2 separate regions of the Ovis aries genome follow, and region 2 is linked to region 1. Evidence: chromatin contacts called from public Hi-C data. All regions are on one chromosome and are shown on one strand. Each heading gives the region's core, a stretch centred on a gene start, on an enhancer-like site or on the middle of the called end of the contact. The rest is flanking DNA. Distances are from core to core; before and after follow the strand shown.

The links. A called contact is a pair of places that touch in the nucleus more often than the background predicts.
Region 2: a Hi-C map of tail adipose tissue shows a contact between it and region 1, with 9 times the contacts expected there. The contact joins two enhancer-like sites. A contact is called at or near these places in 8 of 16 Hi-C or Micro-C datasets (hypothalamus, liver, mesenteric adipose tissue and 4 more).

The regions. Positions count from the first base shown.
Region 1 is chr9:82,898,470-82,904,739 of ARS-UI_Ramb_v3.0, forward strand. No RefSeq gene overlaps it. Among named protein-coding and RNA genes, the nearest start is that of GEM, 66 kb to the right of the region's middle. Within about 2 kb of position 2,747, at least 6 of the 54 cell types and tissues checked have an H3K27ac peak or open chromatin away from gene starts, as enhancers often do.
Region 2 is chr9:83,213,423-83,218,917 of ARS-UI_Ramb_v3.0, forward strand. No RefSeq gene overlaps it. Among named protein-coding and RNA genes, the nearest start is that of PDP1, 63 kb to the right of the region's middle. Within about 2 kb of position 1,504, at least 17 of the 54 cell types and tissues checked have an H3K27ac peak or open chromatin away from gene starts, as enhancers often do.

The sequences.
Region 1 (6,270 bases), core at 1,497-3,996:
CTGGACTTTTTGTGTTTTGAATTGATTTATCTGCTCTTGAACTTAGACAAAGTATTTTAATTACTATGGATTTACAAGATTTATTAATATTTAGTAGATCAGACCTCCCTATAGTACCTCTTTTTTTTAATGTTTCTTTTGTTACTTATATTCTGTCAATTACTTTTCTGGATGAGTCTTAAAATTATTTTGCCAGTTTGGGGAATGGACATGAGTTTGAGCAAGCTCTGGGAGATGGTGATGGACAGGGAAGCCTGGCATGCTGCAGTCTATGGGGTTGCAAAGAGTCGGACATGACTGAGCGACTAAACTGACTCAAGGGTCCTCCTGTCAATGGTCATTCAACAGCTAGTTACGATTTTGGTGCTCTGTGGGATGCTCGTCCTTCTATTCTGCCATCGTGAACTGGAAGCCTTCCATATTCTTAATTGGACATTTGTATTTCCTCTTCTGTGCATTTCCTTTTTATCACAGTGTCCATTTCCGTATTGTTTTTCTTTTACTGATATTTAAGGTTGAAAATACTCAGGTTGATTTAATTATTTAACATTAACTTTACTTATATTTAATATTAATTTAATATTTTGGTTGGTCACTAATCCTTTGTCAGTTGTTTGCATTACAAGTGTAACTTCTTCGCAATCTTTTTTTCTTTATTTATATAATTCTTAAGTTTTAAAGTAGCCAAATTTGTATTTTCTTTCAGAGTTTGTGATTTTGTTTGCTTATTTGTTCCTTTATTGAAGAAATTCTTTCTTGTCCTGAAGTCATCAAGAGATTCTATAATTTCTGCTGAAGTTTTTATTTGTTTATTTGACTGTGCCAGGTCCCAGTTGCATCATGTGGGATCCCCGATCTTTGTTGTGGCGTGTGGGTTCTTCAGTTGTGGCAGGAGAACTCTTAGTTGCTGCATGTGAGATCTGGTTCTCTGATTGAACCTGGGTCCCTGCCTTGGGAGTGTGGAGTCTTTGCCACTGGACACCAGGGAAATCCCCACCTGAAGTTTTAAGTTTTATGATTTCCATGTAGGTCTTTAATTCGCCTGTAATATATTTTTGTAAGGGATGTAAGATAGGAATCTATGTGTTTTTTCCTGATTGCATAATTAATTGTCCTAATAATATTTGTTGAACAAATTTATCCCTTCGAAACTAGAATGCAAGGGGTTCCCAGGTGGCTCAGTGTTAAAAGAATTCACCTGCCAATGAAGGAGACTCAGGAGACCCGGGTTCGATCTCTGGGTTGGAAGATCCCTTAGAGGAAGAAATGGCAACCCACTCCAGTGTTCTTGCTTGGAGAACCCTATGGACAGGGAAGCCTGGAGGGCTGCCGTCCGTAGAGTCGCAAAGAAGTTGGACACAACTGAGCGACTGAGCGTGCACTCAGAATGTCATGTCACCTAGGTCACAGCTGAAGTTTCCAGCGTGCATGGAGAAGTTCTGCATTCTGTATTCTTTTTTGTTGGTTTGTTAGCTTAACCCTGAATAAATACTATGTTTGTTCAATTTACATAACTTTGTAATAAATCTTGACATATGAATGGAAAGCTCACCCATTTTGCTTAAAATTTGTACTGACTTGTTTTTGGTGTTCTGCTCTTTTCCATTAATTTTAGTTTTTGCTTATAAAGCTACATATAGCCATTGACATTGTTTTTTAGTTATTCATTCTCTATTTAGTCCATTTTAATGGTAATACAAATGTCTTAAGAAAAAATGGAAAAGATTTTATCACTCTGGAAAATCACTATAATTTTTTAATATTGGTAGGTAGCCTGGTTATATCTTCTTGGCTGGGACAGTTTCTTCTCTCTGTCTCCCTCCCTCTGTATGCTTGTCCCTGACCCTGTTTTCTTCTTTTTGCATCAATCTTTGAACATTTTCTAATAACTCAGACTCTTTATTAATTACATTAAGAAACCCCAATTTGCAGCTACTTAAATACAGTCTTTCTGAAAAATGGCCCACATCTGTTTTTATTCCCAAATCCTTGTTGAATGTTTTGTTCTTTTGAGCTGACACCTTAGGCTTAGTTTTGTGCCTAAGTTTTTCCAAATCTTCAGTAAAACAATGTCAATGGTTCTGAGATTTCTTACATCTTGGAGGAACGTTTACTTGTTTTCTCTGGAGAGTAAAATAAGTTTCTTCTTATCTGAGATGCTATGATTCCGTTGTTTCTTGGGCTGTAAGTAGGGGGGCCTGGCGTGCTGCAATTCATGGGGTCGCAAAGAGTCGGACACGACTGAGAGACTGAACTGAACTGAACTGATCTGAGAACTGCTAGCTGGACACAAAATTGCCATAAAACAGCACAGGATTTTCTACTTTGCTTAAAGTGCCGATGGGATCATTTCGTGTTTTAGGTTTTCAGGATGGGTCAGCATTATTTTCTATCTCAGTAAATTAAAAAAAAAAAATGCAACTGTAACTGATGTTTGGAGTACACTTTTATAATGTAGATAAAAATCCATGGAAACTTGGAAACATAAACATATCCTGGCAAGATGATTTTAGACAATACCAAACTTGAATTGTGGGGATAGAGTGGAGAGGAGGGTGTTCTTTGAAGGAGATAAGCCCTTCTCCTGGGATTCAGAGCTTCATCTGCTTCTGCTCAGAACACGAAGTGCTCTGATGATTAGATTGGATCAGGTTCTTTCTGTCTCAGAGATGATTCCGGGTGTCTCCCTTGGAACGAATCCCCAGCAGCCAGAACAGAATCCAGTGTCCTCCTGGCAGCACTGCCACGGTGTATTTCTTCACCGCTGACTCAGAGATTTCAGAGTGCTTTGCCATCAACTGCAGTTTGCCATGCCCCATGGCTGTGAGCAGAAATCTTGATCAACAGAAATCTCTTTACTTGAGCCGGCAGAGCTGATTAACTTATACCTGTGTAAATAACTCTGATGGTTCCCAGACTGGGGAAACCTCTCCTATGAGTGAAATAATGGGACTTAAATTTATTGTCGATAAATCGGCTGCTTGCCCCTTTTTCCATACTAGACCCTGTGAAAGACGTGCTATTCCATGTGATATCTGAGTCTTCTCTGTTCAACCCATCCTGTTCCTTTCACCAGCCTGCCTAGTTACGAGTGCATTCACGTGTCTTCATTCTTTAATGACTGATCACCTGGGTCTTTTTCCTCAACATTACTTCTGCCCCGGTACCTGTTTATACCACCTTTTTGTTTTTAAAATTATGAAATACTTTAAACATACAAAAAAGGTATATAGTACAATTTAGTAGTAGCTACCTCTACATATCACACAGCTTTCACTATCATAACATTTTGCTGGGTCTCTTTAGATGTTTTTTCATTAAGAAATAAAATCTACATTAAAAAATAGAAATGAATTTTTAAAAAGAGAAACAAAATCCAACAAATACAGTGAACCCTGCTCTGACCTCATTCCTCTTCTCAGAAATGATTGATATCCAGAATTTTTCCATAAAGTTTTTTTAAGTATTGTTTTGTGGGCTATAAAACTTTAAGTGTTGTAGCACTGTGAGTATTCTTTCAATCTATTCCTCCTACTCTACATATTTAAAAAAAATTATCCATGCTGATACAAGTTGCTCTGGTTTCTCACTGTAATTGCTGAGTGATATTCATAGAGTAAACATATCACTATTCGTTGTTTATCCTATGATGAACAGGTAGGTTGTTTCTATTTTTTTTCCCTCTATAAACAAGCTCCCAAACTTATTTTTGCTCATGTCTCTTTAGATACCTGAGCAAGACTTTGTCTAAAAGATGGAGTTGCTCAGCTATAAGCTATTCCATCCTTATGGAAAAATTACTCTCCAAGTGGTTTTTGCCAGTCTCTGTGGAATTGAAATTGTATCTCAGTGAAATTGTATTTAACTACAGGTGGAATTGAATATATGGTCATATTTTAATTGACTATTTCCGCTGATAATTGTCCACTTTAAACACTGAACTTTCTGTTTTACTTGTTTTTATGAACCTTTAACATATTCTGAACACTAATCTTGTGCAGTTGCATGTCAAATTATCTTCTTTGAAGTAGTTTGTATTGTCATTTTGTTACTAGAATGCTTTGATGTGAGCTTTCCGAGTGGCTCAGTGGTAAAGAATGCATCTGCTCTGCAGGAGACACAGGAGATGTGGGTTCAGTCCCTGGCTCAGGAAGATTCCCTGGAGGAGAGCATGGCAACCCACTCCAGTATTCTTACCTGGAGAATCCCGTGGACAGAGGAGCCTGGTGGGCTACAGTCCATAGGGTTGCAAAGAGTCAGACACAACTGAAGCGACTTAGCACATGCTTTGATGTACAGAGGTTTTTGGTTTCTTTTTTTTTTTTTTAACTTTGCATCATTTAGCTCAATAAGTATTTTTTATTTTATTTTTAAATTTATTGGAATATAGTTAAATCACAATGTTGTGTTAGTTTTAGCTGTTTCAGCAAAGTGATTCGGTTGTACAGAGGTTTTTAAATTCAATCTTTCCTTATGACTTCTTGTATTTTGGTTAAAAAATCCTTCTTTACCCGAAAGTCATGAATATATTCTTCCATATTTTAGTGTAAAAGCTTTAACATTTTCCTTTTCACATTTGAAGCGTTTAATCTACCTGGAATTTGTTTTTATATATGCTGTTTAATCAGGGTCTAGGCTTTTTTCCCCTCTTAAGGATCACTGCTTATTCCAATACTGTTTACATGTTAGTTGATAATTTCCCCATGATTTTTAGTGCTGTCTTTGAAAATATCAAGTTTTTATATTTATGATTCTGTTTCTGTGATAGCTCATGGATATACTTGGCTGTCCTTGTCCTAAGCGCTATTAATCACTACAGCTTAATACTCAGATGTGTACTTCAGAATGCTGTGGCTACTTCTGGCCCTTTTCTTTTCCTATAAATTTCTGAATTAGCTGTCAAGATGCAGAGAACAGTCTTGGTATTTTGATTGGGTTTGCACTAACTTTCCTAGATTCATTTTGGAAGACTTGCTCTCTTGAAGATATGGGGGCTCCCCACCTATGAATATCATCAATCTGTTTCCATTTATTTAATCCTTCAATTGTGTTTTGTATCATTTGGTATTGTTTTATAGCCTTTTCCACAGAAATATTGCACACAAATGATAGATTTAGTCCTTGGTATGCGTGCATGCTTAGTTGCTCAGTTGTGTCTGACTCTGTGCGACCCCTTGGACTGTAGTCCACCAGGCTCCTCTGTCCGTGGGATTTCCCAGGCAAGAATACTGGAGTGGGGTGCCATTTCTTACTCCAGAGGATCTTCCTGACCCAGGGATTGAACTTGCGTCTCTTGCATTGGCAGGCGGATTCTCTACTGCTGTGCCACCTGGGAAGCCCAGTTCCTGTTATAGGTGGTATTTATTTTTTTGTGGAAAACATATTAAAAATTGCTCTGGCTGCTTGTTTGTTACCGGTGCATGGAAAGGTCATTGCTTCAGGCCTGTTGATCTTGCTGAACTCTAATGGTCTATAAGTTCTGTTGGCTTGTCTGTGGACATATCATCTGGTAGTGACAGTTTTGTTATTCATTTGTAGCCTTTATATTACTTTTTCTTGTTTTACAATGTCTCCCAGTACAATGGAGGATAGAATCAGTAATAACAGACATTCTTCATATTTCCTACTTTAAAGAGAATAGACCTAACATTTACCATCAAGTAGGATGTTTGATATAAGAATCTGGTTGATCCCTATTCTCAGCTTAAGGATATTTCTATTCTTATTTTTCTATGATTTAAAAAACTTATGAATGGGTTTTCATTTATATCAGTGCATATTCTGCAACTATTGGAAGACTAATAACTATTTTTGCTTTGTTAATTAGGTAGAGCACAATAATAAAATTTTAATATTAAGCCTTATTTGTATCCCTAGAATAAACATAGTTCAGCCAAGAAGAATTTTTAATATACTAATGTATTAAGAAGCATTTTATTAGGACTTTTGCATTTATGTTCATAAATGGTATTAGCCCATCATTTCCCTTTTTCATGCTCTCCTTAGTTTGTTTAAGTATAATGGTCATATTAGGTTTGTTAAATTAACTGTAGAATTTGTCTTTTCTATGCTCTGAAATATAAGTCTGAGATTGTCTGTTCTTTGAGGATTTGCTAGAACTTGCTGGTGAAACTCTTCAGGTTTGGTGTTTGTGTGTGTGTGTGTGTGTGTGTGTGTGTGTGTGTGTGTGTGTGTGTGTGTGTGTGTGTGTTGAAGAGGGGTAGATTTTTCAAACCCTGAAATGCTTTCTTAAAGGGTTGTTAAGTTTAT
Region 2 (5,495 bases), core at 254-2,753, 310 kb after region 1:
AGAAGTCTCCAAGCCAAGCTGCTTTTAAGCACCTTGGGGGGAAAAATGGTCTTCTCTCATCTAGAGTTGCAGATGTCTGCCTTTTGGAAGCTTCTAGATGGTCCTGAGGTTTTGACCTTCCATGAAGCTTCTAGAATCATATATCCCCTATAGATGTGAATATATGATTTCCAATTCTGAGGTGGAAAACCCCCATTAGCAGCTTTCCCAAGTAAAATTCAAGGAGGCTGTGGCCAGGATCAGTTTTGGGAGCATCTTTCCAACCAGGGAGGCGCCTGAGACTTAGCACTGTGGCTCTTTCCAGAGGTTGAGTCTAGACTGTAGCATTCTCCCTCTGGGCCCCATCTGGGCTAAAGAGATGGTTGGGAATGGGCCTGCCTCCCAGGAAGCCAGCTGCTTTGCAGTTGAGCACTGGCTGCTTGCTCTGTCTCGGGTTGCTAGTGGCCGTTCTTCAGCTGTGTGCAGAAGTGGATGATGTGTGGAAGTGGCTAATGATCGCTAGTCAGGGTTTCCCCGTCAGGACACCCCTCGAATGGCTCTAAGTGCAAACGAAGATGTTTGAGGGTGTGTAGGAAAAGACAGGTAGAATGCAGACAGATTCACATTTGAGGGTTACCTGGAATAAGGTAACAGAGGGCAGTGGAGATGTTTGCCAACAAAAACTGTTAAGTTACCATATCTTTATTCAGCACTTCTTATGTGCCAGGAACTTTAAATACATCACCTCGTTTAATCTTCATAAGAGTTAATCCTTCTGGGTAGATATCATGGTACTTCTTCTACAGATGAGTAAACTGAGGTGCAGGGTCTCATTTCCACAAAAGATTTATCCAGCAGCTATCTTTTTTCAGACACTGTGAATATAGTGACAAACACAGCACATTATTTCTGAAGATGGCCAAGAGGCCAAGAGGAGGTCAAATATCTTGCCCAGAACATTGTCCCTGACAGGATTTAAGAGTCAGGATTTAAGTATAGATCTGTATGCTGAAAGCTTCATTTATTTGATTAATGCGGCCCAGAGTCAGATATTGCACACACACTGTGTGCCAGGCACAATGTCAGGGCTAGAGCAGCTAAAACCATAAGTCAGATCAGACAGACTGGGTTCCCAGCTTCACAGAGCTTAACCCCCCGTGCGGCCCAGGGAACCACTCAGGAGCCCAGAGCGGCTGTCCTCCTCTCCCACCGAAGCCTGCCCCCAGATTTTAGGCTGGTCTCTGGGGCACCAGTTCGTGCTGGTTATGTCGGGCACCACAGTGGGGACATTTCTAGCTGAATTTTCTTTCCATTTACGGACAGAAACATTTTCTTTGAGAAAACGCCGGTTCTGGACAGACCAGATTGTTCCTAAGTGAGAGGTACACAAGTAAGTAAATGAAATAAAATGAGAGACAGACTCCTGCTGTGTCCAAAGCCTGTTCCCCGTGAGGTGCATGCAGCCTCTGGGTCTCTATGACACACATCCTCCGGCCTGAAGATAGCAAAAGGGCCGCTTTGTCCTGGGGCTGCGTCAGTGCCCACGTAGGACCCACGCACATCCCTGTGCAGGCAGCTGCCCACGCTCCACTTGGGCCCCGATCGTAGTCCTCCGGCCGCGTTAGCAGGATGGGAGGGGTGTGTGTACGTCTGATGAAGTGTGATTGCCACCGCGGGGAGCCGGGCCTCTGCGCACACGCCCCGCCGCTCCCCGCTGCAATCCTCGGGGTTTGCAGCCCCCCAGCTCCATCTGTTGACTGTTGCCGGCAACTGTCGCCGCCTCTCCAGAGCCCTCTCAGCGTCCCAGGGGCTCTGACTGATGCTCTTCTAATTTCCTTCAGCTTTTGACTTCAGTGTTAATTGTAGGATTAAGCTTTGTGTGACTAACCCTTGCACTGCCGGACGGTAATTTTGTGTTTGTTCATAGTATTCAGGAAGGAAATTGTTTATGCCATTCTTTCTTTTTTAAAAAAATAAATTTAATGTATAGTTGATTTACACTGTTGTGTTAATTTCTGCCGTAAAGCAAAGCTACTCAGTTACACATGTATATTCTTTTTCATCTTCTTTTCCTTTATGATTTTTAACAGGATATTGAATAGATTCCTTATGCTGTGCAATAGGATCTGGTTATCTATCCACCTCTATATATAAGGGGTTGCCTCTGCTCATCCCAAACTCCCAATACTTCTCTCCGCCGACCCTCCACCCCTTGGCAACCACGAGTTGTTCTCTATGTCCGTGAGTCTGCTTCTGTTCTGTAGATATGTTCGTTTGTGTCATAGTTTAGATTCCGCATGTAAGTGATATTATATAATATTTGTCTTTCCCTTTCTGAGTTACTTTCCTTAGTGTGATCATCTCTAGTTGCATCCATGTTGCTGCAAACGATGTCATGATTTCCTATTCATACCACAGAGGTCGACTGATGCTCGTGGTTCTGGCTCCTGGTAGGAAAGCTATAGTCATTATCACACCTACTACTTTGGTCATCTCTCCTGGCTGGTGTCTTGTCCCCTGGCTTTACTCACCTTTCTGGTGTCCCTACAAAGCCCATTTACGCTGTCCTCCGCCCTCAGCATAGCTGTATATTCCTTTCTTTTCTGAGGTGTGTCTGGGAGATCTCGCTGTAGCCCTGAAATGTTCTCTTGGCTATTTACCTAGCTCTTTTCTGTAATTCTCCCAAGCTTTGTCTGCATGTCACATCTCAAGCTACTCAAGTATTTTGACAAACAGATGAATGACTATCTACCCACCTCAGGCTCTATTTTTCCACTAAAAAAAAAATACCAATGATGAAGATGGAATTTTTCTTAAACTGTATTAAGGTCAAATTTAGCCCTGATAGGGGGAAATTCTTTGTCTATTCCTTGGCACAAAACAAACTTTAATACATGTTTATTCCTCTCCTTCCTTGGAAGAAGCCATTTAGCCTGAACTGTCTTAGAGACTCTCCATTCTTAGATATGCATGAGCCTGAACTCAAGACGAGAGCTGTCAGAGTCCTGTGCGTGGGCATCTCCACCTTTCTTAAGGAATCCAGTATGGCAGAGCTTGTGAGATAATCGAATTCTGGAGCCAATATGGCCCTCCGAGATCATCTCTGTTGATCCTTAGGCAATTTGAAAGTCTTTAAAATAGACCAGTAATGTTAAAAATAAGTGGACAGTGAGGTGGTGGTGATTACTGGAAGATCTCATCTTAGTTTTTCTCTCAAGTACAATCTCCAGTGATAAACTAACCATATTGATTAATTGTGCCCAAGAATGATCCCCTTCCCAAGAAATGATCTGCTTCCCTCCGGTTTATGTCTTTTGATGTATCAGTTGCTTTAAAAAAAAAAAAAAAAAAAAGCCACTGACTTAGGGTGGTCCTTAAAGAGACACTGCAGGCCCCTGGCGAGATCCCATAACTTTTAACCTGAAACAATTCCCTTCAGAAACCACATTACCTAAACCACATACCTAAACACAGGTATGCCCTCCAAAAGAGGGGATTTGGCCTGCAGCAGAGAGCACAGGCTTTGGAGTCAGGCACATCTGGGTGTGAGTTCAAAGTCTGGCACATTCTGGTTGTGGGACCTAGTGTCAGGGAAGACGGCAATGCCTCTGACCCTCAATTTCCACACCTGCAAAATGGGAGATTGCTGGGGAAGTAAAATGACTTCATGTATGCAAAGTGCCTGGTAGATGATAAACACCAAGTATATAGTACTGATTTCCTATCATGTCATTGAGACTGGGAACGCAGACTGTAGTTTTTTCTCATGGTGGTCTATACCCACAGACATAAACAGATTTTTCTCACAAATATGATAAAGAAGGCAAAAGAAAGGCATTTTGCTGTTGTTTTAAATGTTGATTCCACTTCGCTGCTGCTGCTGCTGCTAAGTTACTTCAGTCGTGTCCGAATCTGTGTGACCCCAGAGATGGCAGCCCACCAGGCTCCCCTGTCCCTGGGATTCTCCAGGCAAGAACACTGGAGTGGGTTGCCATTTCCTTCTCCAACGCATGAAAGTGAAAAGTGAAAGTGAAGTCACTCAGTCGTGTCCGACCCTTAGGGACCCCACGCACTGCAGCCCCCCAGGCTCCTCCGTCCTCGGGATTCTCCAGGCAACAGTCCTGGAGTGGGGTGCCATTTCCTTCTCCAATGCATGAAAGTGAAAAGTGAAAGTGAAGTCGCTCAGTCCTGTCCAACTCTTCACGACCCCATGCACTGCAGCCCACCAGGCTCCTGCATCCTCGGGATTCTCCAGGCAACAGTCCTGGAGTGGGGTGCCATTTCCTTCTCCAATGCATGAAAGTGAAAAGTGAAAGTGAAGTCGCTCAGTAGTGTCTGACTCTTAGCGACCCCATGCACTGCAGCCCCCCAGGCTCCTGCATCCTCGGGATTTTCCAGGCAACAGTGCTGGAGTGGGGTGCCATCGCCTTCTCTAGCTGTCACTAGATATGCCTTGTCTTGCTTGGAACTGTATTCACACAACATTTTCTCTTTTAATTTGCTATCATATTTTTAGCACTTCTCATGTATTTTATTAGGTGTTTTATATACATTTTTCTTGCTTGAGACTCCTAATAATCTATGGATGGAGTCTTGTTATTCCAAGATTGTAAATAAAGCTCGGTGAAATTAAGTGACTTTTCTAAGGTGACACAGGCTTGCCTGACATAAAACCCCCCCTGGATTTTGGAGGGTGTGTCTATGTGTGTGTGCACGTGTGCGGGTGTGTGTAAGGCTGACTTTTTTTATGTGCATGTCACTGACTACATTTGGCAGGCATGTACATGAGTTCTTTCTTCCACAATGAAGGTGACTGGTGCTCACCAGATATTTCTTGGATAAGTAAGTCTTCTCTTTCTCTTCAGAGCTTACTTGTAATCAGCTCTGTCCATGATATAGCCAGCAAGGTCCATGGATTGGAGTTCTCCCCTCTGGGCAGAGTACTTACTTTTGCATTTGCTCTGTTAACTATCTGGGATGAAGGCAAGGGTCACGTGTGGTCTCGTCTCTTAAGCCTTGTACCGTCTGGCCCTTGTCTCCCCTCCAGCCTCCACACTAACTACTCCTGCACAGGTCCCCTGCATGCTGGCTACACTGGGCTTCTTCCAGTTCCTTACAGCACCACGATTCTCCAGCCTTGGGGTCTTTATGCGTTGCTCCATCTTCCTGGAGCATTAGCCCCTTCTACCCACTCTTTGTGCTTGTGCAAAGTCACTCAGTCGTGTTTGACTCTCTGAGACCCTATGGACTGTAGCCCGCCAGGCTCCTCTGTCCATGGGATTCTCCAGGCAGGAATACTGGAGTGGGTTGCCATGCCCTCCTCCAGGAGATCTTCCCAACCCAGGGACTGAACCCACATCTCCCACATCTGCTGCACTGCGGGCAGATTCTTTACTGCTGAGCCACTGGGGAAGCCAGTACCCACTCTTCAAATCTTAGCTACAATAGAACTCCCACCAGAAAGCCCCCTTGGCCCTCTGTTTCAGTTATCTTTTATGCAGAACAAGCCCCCTCAA